3 separate regions of the Gossypium hirsutum genome follow, and regions 2 and 3 are each linked to region 1. The links are chromatin contacts, called in public Hi-C maps. All regions are on one chromosome and are shown on one strand. The core of a region is the stretch at or near the end of the contact, and the rest is flanking DNA. Distances in the headings are between cores, read along the strand shown. Region 1 holds the start of LOC107930087 (transcription factor MYB83). Region 2 holds the start of LOC107938342 (nuclear transcription factor Y subunit A-4). Region 3 holds the start of LOC107938343 (cellulose synthase A catalytic subunit 3 [UDP-forming]).

Evidence for each region. Hi-C and Micro-C count contacts between places; a contact is called where the count stands out from the background.
Region 2: a Hi-C map of leaf shows a contact between it and region 1, with 2.9 times the contacts expected there. The contact joins the promoter of LOC107938342 here to the promoter of LOC107930087 in region 1. A contact is called at or near these places in 10 of 34 Hi-C or Micro-C datasets (callus, hypocotyl and leaf).
Region 3: a contact with region 1 is called in a Hi-C map of leaf, with 1.6 times the contacts expected there. The contact joins the promoter of LOC107938343 here to the promoter of LOC107930087 in region 1. A contact is called at or near these places in 3 of 34 Hi-C or Micro-C datasets (callus and leaf).

The regions. Positions count from the first base shown.
Region 1 is chrA08:108,267,308-108,271,271 of Gossypium_hirsutum_v2.1, forward strand. LOC107930087 (transcription factor MYB83) reads right to left here and starts at 1,708. Exons shown (of 2, transcript XM_016861651.2): 1 at 1,238-1,708; 2 at 1-791. The coding sequence starts at 1,527. The coding sequence ends at 98.
Region 2 is chrA08:108,019,336-108,023,299 of Gossypium_hirsutum_v2.1, forward strand. LOC107938342 (nuclear transcription factor Y subunit A-4) reads right to left here and starts at 1,860. Exons shown (of 7, transcript XM_016871460.2): 1 at 945-1,860; 2 at 35-263. The coding sequence starts at 248. LOC107938335 (protein FRA10AC1) reads right to left here. Exons shown (of 11, transcript XM_016871448.2): 10 at 3,823-3,887; 11 at 2,721-3,133. The coding sequence ends at 3,045.
Region 3 is chrA08:108,111,704-108,115,667 of Gossypium_hirsutum_v2.1, forward strand. LOC107938343 (cellulose synthase A catalytic subunit 3 [UDP-forming]) reads left to right here and starts at 1,663. Exons shown (of 15, transcript XM_016871462.2): 1 at 1,663-2,004; 2 at 2,650-2,809; 3 at 3,146-3,341; 4 at 3,564-3,790; 5 at 3,886-3,955. The coding sequence starts at 2,789.

The DNA of each region.
Region 1 (3,964 bases), core at 458-2,957:
ATGGAGGTTCTGAGATGGCAAGGACTTCAAGTATGAAAATATCTGCCCAAAATTTTCTATATGTGGCTTTGGGTAGAATTGAAAATGGAAGATATAGTTATTCAACTTGGAAATCAAGGAAATTAGGAAAAGAAGATATGTTATCCATCAAACCCTCTAAGTCCCATTCTCCCATTCTCAAGTTTTCCCCTTCCCAATGATGATTTTCTAACCCAAACGCCTCCCCTACTTTAAAGCTTTGATCAGTGTTGTTGAAGCAAGTATTATTATTATGGTGGTGGTGGTGGTTGTTGTTATTGCTTTTCCTATCAATGCTGTTAATGGCAGTATTGCTCTCTTCAATGCTTCTACTCTCAAGTGGAGGAAGTGAAAAGTCCCCTTCCAACGCTATTTTTCCTGGCTCTAAAACCCCATAATCCCCATATAATGCCTCTCCCAAACCACCTTGTGCCAAGCATGTAGGCACATCCAATAAACCTGCTGCACCGCCCGTTATATCGTAACGGTTGATGTTGAGCAAGGGGAACGGATCGAATTGGTTGCCTGTAACCATCGGTGGCATGGATATTGTTGATGATGAGGATATTGAGTCCACGCAAAAGGTCATCGCGTGATGTTCGTGCAGAGGGAAAATCCCTCCTACGACATCCCTGGGCTCCGATGAATCACTGTTGTTGGGTGATGAGGATGTGGATGTGTTGTTTTTCAATCTTTTCTTTAGTGTTGAGTTCCAGAAATTCTTTATTTCATTATCAGTCCTTCCTGGAAGACGAGCCGCGATTTGAGACCACCTGCAAATTTTGGAACCAAATTAAACATAATAAGACATCACATGTATCTATCTATAACCAGTATACAATATAAAGTTTTCAACAGAGATGTTAACATTGTTGCATTAAACATGATTTGACACATATCTCAAAGTGAAAATGAAAATGAAACCCCAGAAAAAATGAGTGGTGCACATGATGGCTGGTGCCGGTGTGTGGCCGGTCACTGGTGATCATTTTTTGCAAATGCATGAAGTTTTCTGGAGGGGAAGATTATAGATCAGAAGTGCCATATTCCATGGGATTGAATAGCCCTTAACTACCCTTAACTATCTTAGCTTAAACAAAGGCTATATAAATTTCGAATATAATATTCATAAGCGATTCTAAATAATGAACTACACCAAGATACATAAATATGCGTATGTCATTGGCCTTTTGGAAGAGAAATTGAATAGAAATAGAACCTGTTTCCAAGAATGGAATGCAAATGTATGATAAGCTCTTCTTCTTGAGGAGAGAAGGCGCCACGTTTGAGATCAGGTCTCAAGTAATTAATCCAACGAAGGCGACAACTTTTGCCACACCTTTGCAGACCAGCATTCTTAGCAATGTCACTCCAGCAGCCTTGTCCATTGGTTAACATGTACTTCATGAGTTTCTCGTCCTCTTCTGGTGACCACAACCCCTTCCTCAGCTTCATCTTGTTGGTGGTGCTGGTGTTGTTTTTTGGCATATTAGGATCAGGCTTCCTCATTGCACAGTTGGGTGTCGATCTGATGTAGTGGAGCCTTTTCCAATCTTTTTAACTGGTTGGATGGAGATAAGAGAGAGGTATAATATAGGTGAATGATGTTTGCAGCGGAGAGAGAAGGGGGAAAGAAGGCTTGATGGGGTGGTAATGGTGATGATGATAGTGATGGGATTGTGGGGTTCGTTTGCTTTGGAATATGAATATATTTATATATGTGTTGAGGGAAATGGAAAAAGGGAGTGTTTGTTGGTTGATGGGTAGAGTGGAAAACGGATTGGAGGGGGACCTCCCTTACCCTCACACATAGGATTGAGGGATGGTATGGTTGGTCGTCTTGTCTTTGACTCTATCTTGTCTTTTTCGATGCATTTTTCTTCACTCACAAGGTAATCATCATATGCATACGAGACACCACCAGTTTTGCTTCCACTTCACGTAATGCTCTCTCTCTCTCTCTCACAAACCACACGTGTTTTTGAAGGATAAGCCTATGCCCCATTAATTGTACACATGGAAAGAGAGAGAGAGACTGCCTGCAACACAGACCAGATGAGACTTACAGACAGACACATAGAAGAACAGCAATCCAAAACAAATGGTCAAATACTGTTTTTAGTCCTTATATTATGCATAAGTTACAAATTTAATTCATATACTCTAATTTGATCTATTTTTTTCTATTTTCAAAATTTCAATCTTGGGCCAAATGGTAACAGCCAAAATCATTATGATTAAGTTGTGGATTTAGTACATGTTTTCTAATTTGATCATTTTTAGTCGGTATTCATTAACTAAAATAGTATGACCTTCTTTGCACTGTTTTCTGAACTAGATTGGACTGAAAATCAGTTAGGGTATCGATTTTGAACAAAGTGTTGGATCGGTTGACTCACAAATCGTTCGAATTGGTTGAATCGAATTTTCTCATTTTTTAATTTTTAAAATAATTTATTTAATTGAACTAACAAGCCAGTTAGACCAATTCGACTACAGTCTGATTCTAAAAATTTTGCTTTTTTGTGGGTATTATATAAAAATAGTAATGTGGCATACCATTACGCATGTACAATATATTTGCGTCATAAGATTTTAGAAATGAAAATTTTTAACATAATGAACTTAACAACTATCATTAGTCCATATCAAAATTTTCAAAAAATATAAGGACTAAAAATATCAAGACTAAATCTGTAACATACTATAATTTTAAGGACTAATAGAGGAATTTGACCAAAACAGAAACTACTTTGACCCTCCTCTAACCTCCCCCTATACAATAATAATGTAATACCTTTTAGCTTTTAGGATCCTTAGTCTCCCTCCACATAAATGTTATACATCTCTGTTGGTTTTCCAGATGAGAAACGTGAATAACATAATCTGGATGCATGGTTCATCGTATTTGGAACATGAACCAAATAATTAACTCAAATATGCCCATATCTACGCCACCCCGGTCCCTCCTAGCAGTACTACCCCCTTTCTTCTTTCATTCTTTTGGTCTAAAAAGCATTCTTTTCCTTCAAGGGATCTTTCTGTTAATAGTAAAGTAGTCCCATTACCATTACTAAAAAATATATATGTGCAAGTACAATACCTAATAGCATATCTAAATTAAGCAACTGATCCAAATGATATGATTATCATCAAACCAGCAGTTAATATTAATTATTACTTCAGTTGAGACTATGTACGCAATATATGTTATACAGCGGATTAGGTTTAGGTTTTATTTTATTTTATTTTTTTAATACTTAGGGTTTTAAAATTTTATAAAATATTTATTTAATTTTTAGAATTATATTAATAATAATATATATACACATTATAAATGAAAAAAAATAAATCATAATCTATTATTAAGTCTAAAAAAACAACGACTTATATTTGACAGTAAATTTTTATTGACTGTTAGGGAAGTCTTTCCCTAATACAAAACGCCTATATATTGTCCACATTGGCCTATTTTTCATTTTTCATTTATTAATGCTACCTTATATTAAATGTCTTTATTTTGACACACAAAAGATGATATTGACAGGACAGCCGTTCACAGACCCAGGCATTATAATTATTTGATATTACTTTATCAATCAGGTTTCCCTTCCCTTGATCAACAATAATCTTCACAAGGCCCATATGATATAATATACCCAAAACTTTCATTGTCCTTTTTCTTTTTTATTTGTTTCCCTTTGCTTACCAAATTGCCTTCCTTTCCTGCATGCCAAGGAGAAAATTGCATGTAACGTTTCCACTCAAGTTTATCTGATATGTATGAGAGGGATCTTAGTCAAATTATTCAAAGTATAAATATTGTATTTATGTATTTGGACAGCGATTGCCACAAATTGTGGCAAAAAGTGAGGGGAAAACTGTCAAGCTACTCAAATGTTTCAAAAGTATCCTCTTCATCATATCAACAGCTGTCGAGGGGGAA
Region 2 (3,964 bases), core at 610-3,109, 250 kb before region 1:
CCTACATTGATCAGATTCTCTTTCTTGAAATTACCTTCATTGCCCAAGTCCCCATGAGCCTGTGAATGCACAGCTCCATTTGCCACTGAACCATTTAGTTGTTCTACAGAAGGCGACTTCGAGGCAGCTTCAACAAAGGGGTTAGTCCCAACTCCTTTCCACCAGGGTTCAGAGTAGGCAGTTGACTGCAACACACTTTGAGCCCCATGGTCTATCTGCTGATCATCATTCCCTGGTTTTGCTGGCATTTCTCACGACTTATTCTGAAATTCAGAAATTACAATTAGAGAGCTAAATAGCCCAAACATAGAATTTTACTTATGAGATATAAATAGAGGGAAGAAAAAAGAAGAAGAACCAAAATCAACAATGATCTCAACTAACTTCCCACTCACTATCATCTAATATAACATAACTTATGTGCAAATCTGATGTTGACTTCCATCAAAATTCATAAATAAAAAAAAAGATTAATTGATTAAACATGAATCATATGCATAACACAAAAACATCAGAAAATTCTCACAGGAAAATTTTAAAATTTATGTTAAAATGAAGGCGGGTGGATCATTCCATTAATTCAAAGTTCAACTGATATAAAAATTTAGAACTTCGACAATCAAAACTAGCACCTAAAAAAGAAACTGATCCTCGAAATCTTATTCAAAATCAAGCCGAACTTAATACAACAGGGTAATTCAATTTCTAATTTTGCATCTGGTTATCTCTAATTCCACCCCCCACAATTCATGCTAATCTTCTTATCTCCTCCAAATTTCTCATCAAAAGAGCAAATTCCCATAACATCAAACCAAAAAGGGAAGTTTTTTACAAGATGCTAAATTAAAACCCTAAGATGACTCGAAAATTTTGAATCAAAAACAGGAAAAAGAAAGATCTTTTAAGAGAATAAATTTAAAAAAGGATAAAAACAGAGAACTTACAGTAAAAGAAGAAAAAGAAAAAGAAGATTGGAATTGGAGAAGCAAATGCCTAGAGATTGATTCAGTTTGGCTCTCTCTCTGCAACCATAACAGAGACATAGAGAAAGACAAATCTATCAAGCTTAATAAATTATCTTTATTTATATGTTTAAAATTTTAATAAGAGGTTTTTATTTGTTTCATTGACACAAATGTCGAACTTTTTGTCTTTTATAAGGTAGAAACTGAAGCTGTAACTACGAACCTTTCCAAATTTCTCCAAATAGATTAATTTATCACACAAATTACTTTATTTTATACTTTTTCGAATATTTATATTTATAATATAATTATGAATTGCAACGTTTTTTTACATATATTTTATGAAAATTAAAAATTTAATCCAATTAATTAGCATTGTTAAACCTGATTTAAAAATTAATTTATAAGGAATTAACAAAAATCAATAATTTAGAATTTTAGATGTAACAAATTAATAAAAACTAATAATTGAAATTCATGTTTTTATCAACAATTAAACTAACTTTTAAATTTCTATAAAATATAAAAATAAAATCCTAAAAATTAATTATTAGTATATAAATGTAAAAAAGACCTCGTTGTAATTAAATATTCCTAAAAAAGAAAAAATGGTTAAATAGTGGGAAATACTTAAATCAAACAATGTTATCGGGTACATATAAGATAAAATAATAAAAATAAAGTAGTGGGTGGAGATGATTTTATGGTAGTGGGTCAAGCAAATAAGTAGGCAGTGGGAATTTCAACTTGTCATCATCTCTTTTTTCCAACGGCTGTGGAGTGGACTCCTTTCTTTTGCTTCTTTTTAAGATCATACTATTTTCAGCAAAGCTTCAGCTACAATTCCTTCTTTTTCTAATCATACAACTCTGGTTGAGGAGCTTTTGTCAAGTGTTATTCAATTCTTTTTCTTCCCTTTTTTCATAATTAATACTCATTACCCGATTATACAGATCCAAGGAACTGTTGAAAATGGCAAAATTAGAACTAGGGTTGGGTTTGGATCCGAGACAGATTCCAAGAGGCGCTCTTTCTTCTTCTTCTTTTATTATTATTATTATTAAATTCCAGTTTTATTACATGACAAAAAAGAGTGGCGTGGACACCGGACAGAGAGACATGGTTGACAGCGGTGACACATGTTATGCACACACCACGTGTCGTGTGATCAGGATGACATCGTTGAGGTCCATGTTATTTAGATCTTGCCACGTTCTTACTATTTTTTATCATTCTGTCTTTTTCACTTGCCAACCATCGTCGCTTGCTTAACGGCGTTTTATGTCCCCCTTTAACCACGCCATTATTGTTTTCATCCTAGGTAACAAGACACCCCCCAAAACAATTAACTGTAGGTGGAATAATTTTCTTGATCCAAATCTGTACATTATCAACTAAACCAAAGAACTTATTCCCTTTCAAAAATAGTAGAAAATAATAAGAGAGTGTAAACGTCGAGGCAGTCGCAGACGAAAGCGTAGGTATGTCTTATACAGTTGAGACAGGGTAAGAGGCTACGCAGTAGCAACTACCAAACTAAGTACACTACTAGCATCAGTTATGGATGGAGGAATTGATATTGTATTAAAAAGATTGCTGCGCTTTAGTCAACATCACCAGACTAGAGGCCCTCTCATCATCATCGACACATATGTAATGTAGATGTAGATTTTACTTTTTCTCACTTCTTACGCTATGCAAATGAAAAGAAAGCCTTGCTTTTCCCTTTTTGTTTTACTAATAAAGGAAACAAAATTAAACCACCCACCTCATTTGTATTAATAAATAAAACTCCATTCTCCATAAGAAAACATCGCACACCACCTAAAAAACTTTCACATTCTTTTAGCAGCCTTTGTAAGATAACCACTCTTCCTCTATTTGGTGAGTTGATAGGCAAAGCTTTTACTACGATTTACAGGCTGAGCAGCAGAATGAACAAAAACAAATTTACAAGTTTCAACTGAAATTGGTATCTCAGCATGTCGCTACCAACTCTCCCAAGGCCACTACGGTGTCAGCACAGAAAAGGGTTACTCTACAAGACTTTTACTTAATTCACCTGAGTCTCACCTACAATCATGGAAACATGCCCTCGAGGTACTTATCAAAGTCTTCGTCACCATCGTCACTTTCATGATTGATAGCTGAAGATGATGCCCTTTTACCTGGAAAAAAAGAATGGAGAAAATAACAATGACAATGAACACATCTGAATTCAGGTGTACCTAAACATGTGAAAACTAATGGTCTAATATAAGGCCTAAGGGTGCCCTCTACTCCCCCAGCTAGGCCGGATTGACAAAGCCAAGTTATCAGTCATTACAACACTCGGTAACCTTGATAGGGGATTATTTTTAGCTTAACGAACCTAAGCAAATCTGAGTATGAATTGTAGCATAGAAAGAACACAATTCTAAAAACTTGCCGGGACAGTTAGCCAACAGCCACATCCACCACACTTTACCTAATTTATTACAGTCAAGATGTCTAGGCCTATCTCCGGTTTACTACTCATTCTCCCGGTATTTATATTTCAGATGTACTAACAGGAAAATACCAACAAGTTACACATCATATTGCATATGTGTTTCCTCAGTTTATGTGTGTGTGCAAGGATCAAACATAGAGAACTATATGTAAGCCTCCTTGCCCTGGATGTAACTTGACTCCTGAAAGTTAAAGTTCTTGACTATTAATTCTGAATCAATTGAGTAATTACGAGCAGGGGGTGACTTGCTCTTTGGGTGTGGGGGAATTAGGAACTAGAGTAACAATAATGATCTCTTGTTGTAGAAGGTAAGCAATAACTTTATGAAAATGAATGATAAAGGACCATTGATGGCAACTCCCAAACCTTTTCTCTTTTCTCTGCTCCTCTCGCGCTCCTCATCTGTGTCATCTTTGTCTTTTGACTGATCCCTGTATATATAGTACAAGCGTCAACTTATAAGCATGGAAACGTGAATTGCTACACCATCTCATTCAATTACTAGAGA
Region 3 (3,964 bases), core at 413-2,912, 160 kb before region 1:
CCTTACTTTATCTTGAGTTAATTAATTTTAATTACCAAACCCTAATTTGGGGAAAAAGCTAAGAATGAAAAGTGAAATTATTTTTAAGATGGAAAATTACATTTTATTCTATTAATATTTTACATGATTTAATTTACAAAAGGACATAATTAAAAAATAATTATAATTAATCATTTTTTTACTTTCTCCAATTATAGGGTTAGTCAAAATTTAATAATTTACGAGTATCTACAAGGTATGGGTTAATGTAACTTTTTGGCTTGTTTATTTTTTATGGGTTTGGTATTTGAATTTAATAATTATAGAAAATGTAAAAGTTTAATAATGTAATTTTTTTAGAATGTGTTATGTTTTTAAATTTTAACAAAATTCAAATTTATAGATAAAGATGTAATTAGTTATCAAAGTGAAAAAAAATAGACCAAAGTAGATCTAGTGGGCAACTTCGGGGGGGAAATATTATATAAACCCTATTAACTTTTCTAGGCGAAGACGCAGTTGTAGAAAATGAGAAAAAGGGGGGTTGGTCCGCTTGAACAAAAGGGCAAACAGAGTCTACACTGACCATTCCACACATAAATTAAACTGCTAGTATTAAGAAAAAGTCCCCCTCCGTTAATTTTTCTTCCTCCGGTCCTTTGAACCGTAATGCCAATGCGTTCCAGCTGTTTAATTTGAACGGTCCGACCCTCCGAACCGAAACAAAGTGCAAAAAAAAGACACTACTATTTTTAAATAAATTTAAGGGGTAATGTAACTTTTGACCTTCAACTTAAAGGTTTATATTGGTTTCTGATTTTTTTTTTAACTATTTTAACCCTTAAACTTAAAATTTATTATTCATTTAAGACTATTTTGATAATGATCATGACAAAAAGAAAGAGATAATGTAACTTTTGACCCTTAAACTTAGTAAGTAGGTTTACATTGGCCCTTGAACTTGATAACTAGGTTCATTTTGGAATTGATACCTTTTTCTTTTGTTCACTTTGGTACTTGAACTTGACAACTATGTCCATTTTGATTCTTGAACTTGAAAATTTTAAAAGTTTGATGATATGGCACTATGAGTTTGAAAAATAAAAAAGTTTTAGACAATAATGTGGTACAATATCAGAGTGTCATATTCAGTGTTTTAATAATCGAACCTATGGTTGAACAGGTCAGACCACCAGTTTTCAATTCAACTAGTTCGATCGGTTTGATTGTCAAACCAACAATAATTAAATAAATAATTAAAAGTTGACAAAAATCTAAAAAGAAAAATAAAAAACCAATTTTACTTGGTCCAACGATTGAATCGATCGAATTGGTTGAATCGAGAACTAGTGGTCTAACATGTTCAACTATCGGTTCGGTTATTAAAACACTGAATATATGACACTCTAAGGTTGTACCACACTATTATCTAAAATTTTTATTTCTCAAGTAATAATATGACACAGTCTCAAAGTACCACATCATCAAACTTTTAGAATTTTCAAGTTCATGGATCATAATAAACTTAATTGTCAAGTTCAAGAGCTAAAATTACATTATCTCTTTTTTTTTCACATATTTTCAAGTTTAGAAATCAAAGTAAAACAAGTTCAAGAGGCAATATGAACTTACTTACCAAACAAAAGTTATATTATCCCTAAATTTAATTTTAAAGCAAGTAGTATTACTATTTTTCAAAATAAAATTAAGGAAAGAAATGATTGGGTGTAAATGATCTGTCAGTTAAGGCTTCTTCCTCATTTCATCTTCTCTTTCTAATATGCCTAACCTTTAAACGACTGTCGGTGGGGTGTTGAAAGAGCTGGTATCGTAGTTTCTCTGTCGCTTTCGTCACATAAAATTTTCTCTTTGCTTACAGCTATCATTTAGTTAGGGAATAATAAAACAAATCTTTAATTATTTTGATTTCTATTATATTATTTGGAGGCAGAGTGATAAAAGGGTGTTAACTGCTGCTTTGAATTCCTGCTCTCTTTCCTCCTACATTGATTCTTCATTTCCAAGGTTTGTATTGTAGATCAGATTTCCCTTTCTCTCGTTGCTTTCCGGCTAGATCTGATGTTGATTTGCTCTCATTTTTGCAAAGAGATCGAATCCATTGTTTTCGTTTTCGTTTTCGAGTTCGATTTGGCGTTTGACCATTAAACTCCTTCAGTCCATTTTTTTAAAAGGTCATTTTGTTTTGATCGACGATATTTTCGTGGCTTATTCACGGATTTGTTTAAACTTTTTGAAATATTATTCATCAGATCTTTTGTTCTAAAATTTAGAACTGGAGTGTTTAGTTCTTCCTATTTTGTCCGTCTTATTTTGCATCGAAATTTCTGATTGTGTTTTCTTTGACGAATGCGTTGACTTAAAGCTCGTAGTTTTCTGTTCGTTTAAGATGTTTGGATTTGGACCTGTAAATTGCTTTGTCGGTGCTTTGCTATTTGTCGGTTCAGTTAGAATTATTAAGGAATCTACTTTATTGACTCAATCAAGTGGCAGTTTTGAGTGCATTAGAAGAATGATTATATAGTCGAATATCTAACAAAAAGATTTTTTTACTGTTTTTTTTTAAAAATTTCTTTTGTAGGGAAGTGCTTTGAGTCATTTACAGTCCTAGCTAGAGAATGATAAACTGTTTCCCGTTATTTGTTTTTTCAGATTTGAGCAAAAAACGTACTCTTGAAGTGGAGGATTCATTGTGATTTTCTGTTGTGAAATAAAGGCATGCACACATCTTGTTGAATTTGGACAGCTATTTGTATCCATTGTTCCCAACTGACCAAAGGTGCAGGTGACAATGGAATCAGGAGATATTGGGGTATGTATTGGAAGAAATTTTCACAGCTCTCTCTGATCTTCAGTTTGCTTTATTGATTAGAAAATTGATGATAACAGAAAATTAAGCCACATATTGATGATAACAGAAAATTAAGCCACATAGTAGAAGAGGAGTTCGAGTGTACTTTGTTTGCAAATGATATACTCACTTTCTTATGAAATTACAACCTAGTTATCACTGCTCGCAATGATTTCTCTACACTTGGATATGTGTTCTTACTTATAGTTGGCCATATCTGCTAGATGTTTATACTTTGATTACTGGAGGTTTCATTTTTTTGCCGAATATTTGATTTGTTACTCTTTGATTGATCAGGGCAAGCCCATGAAGAATCTTGGTGGCCAGGTGTGCCAAATCTGTGGTGATAATGTTGGAAAAAATGCGGATGGTGATCCATTCATTGCTTGCGATGTATGTGCATTTCCTGTCTGCCGCCCTTGCTATGAATATGAAAGGAAGGATGGGAATCAGTCATGCCCTCAATGTAAAACCAGATACAAGAGACACAAAGGTAGTTTTGAGAATTTCTTTTTCACTAGATATTGACTTGGTTTTCTTAACTTCCGCACATACACACTCAATATTACATTTGTGTGATTCTTTGTTGTTTGCACGAGTTGCATATAACACCAAGTATTAAACAGATTTTCTCATTACGTTATTCTCTTACCTTTCAATATAAAATTTCAATTATATTAATCACTAATTTTTTTCATTGTCTCTATGATTCCAGGTAGTCCTGCTATCCTTGGAGATAGAGAAGAGGATGGTGATGCTGATGATGGTGCTAGTGATTTCAATTACTCTTCAGAAAACAAAAACCAAAATCAGAAGCAGAAAATTTCAGAAAGAATGTTGAGCTGGCATGCAACATATGGTAGAGGGGAGGACGTTGGTGCTCCAAATTATGATAAAGAGGTTTCTCATAACCATATTCCTCTGCTCACCAATGGGCAGGAGGTAAGTCTATAAGATTTCTTGAAGCTATTGTTTGCAATTGTTTCATGAGTGGAATAATATATTGGAACTTTGCTTTTCCTACTGACATATTGTAGGTTTCTGGCGAGTTATCTGCTGCATCACCTGAGCGGCTTTCTATGGCATCTCCTGGAATTGGTGGAAAATGTATGAATC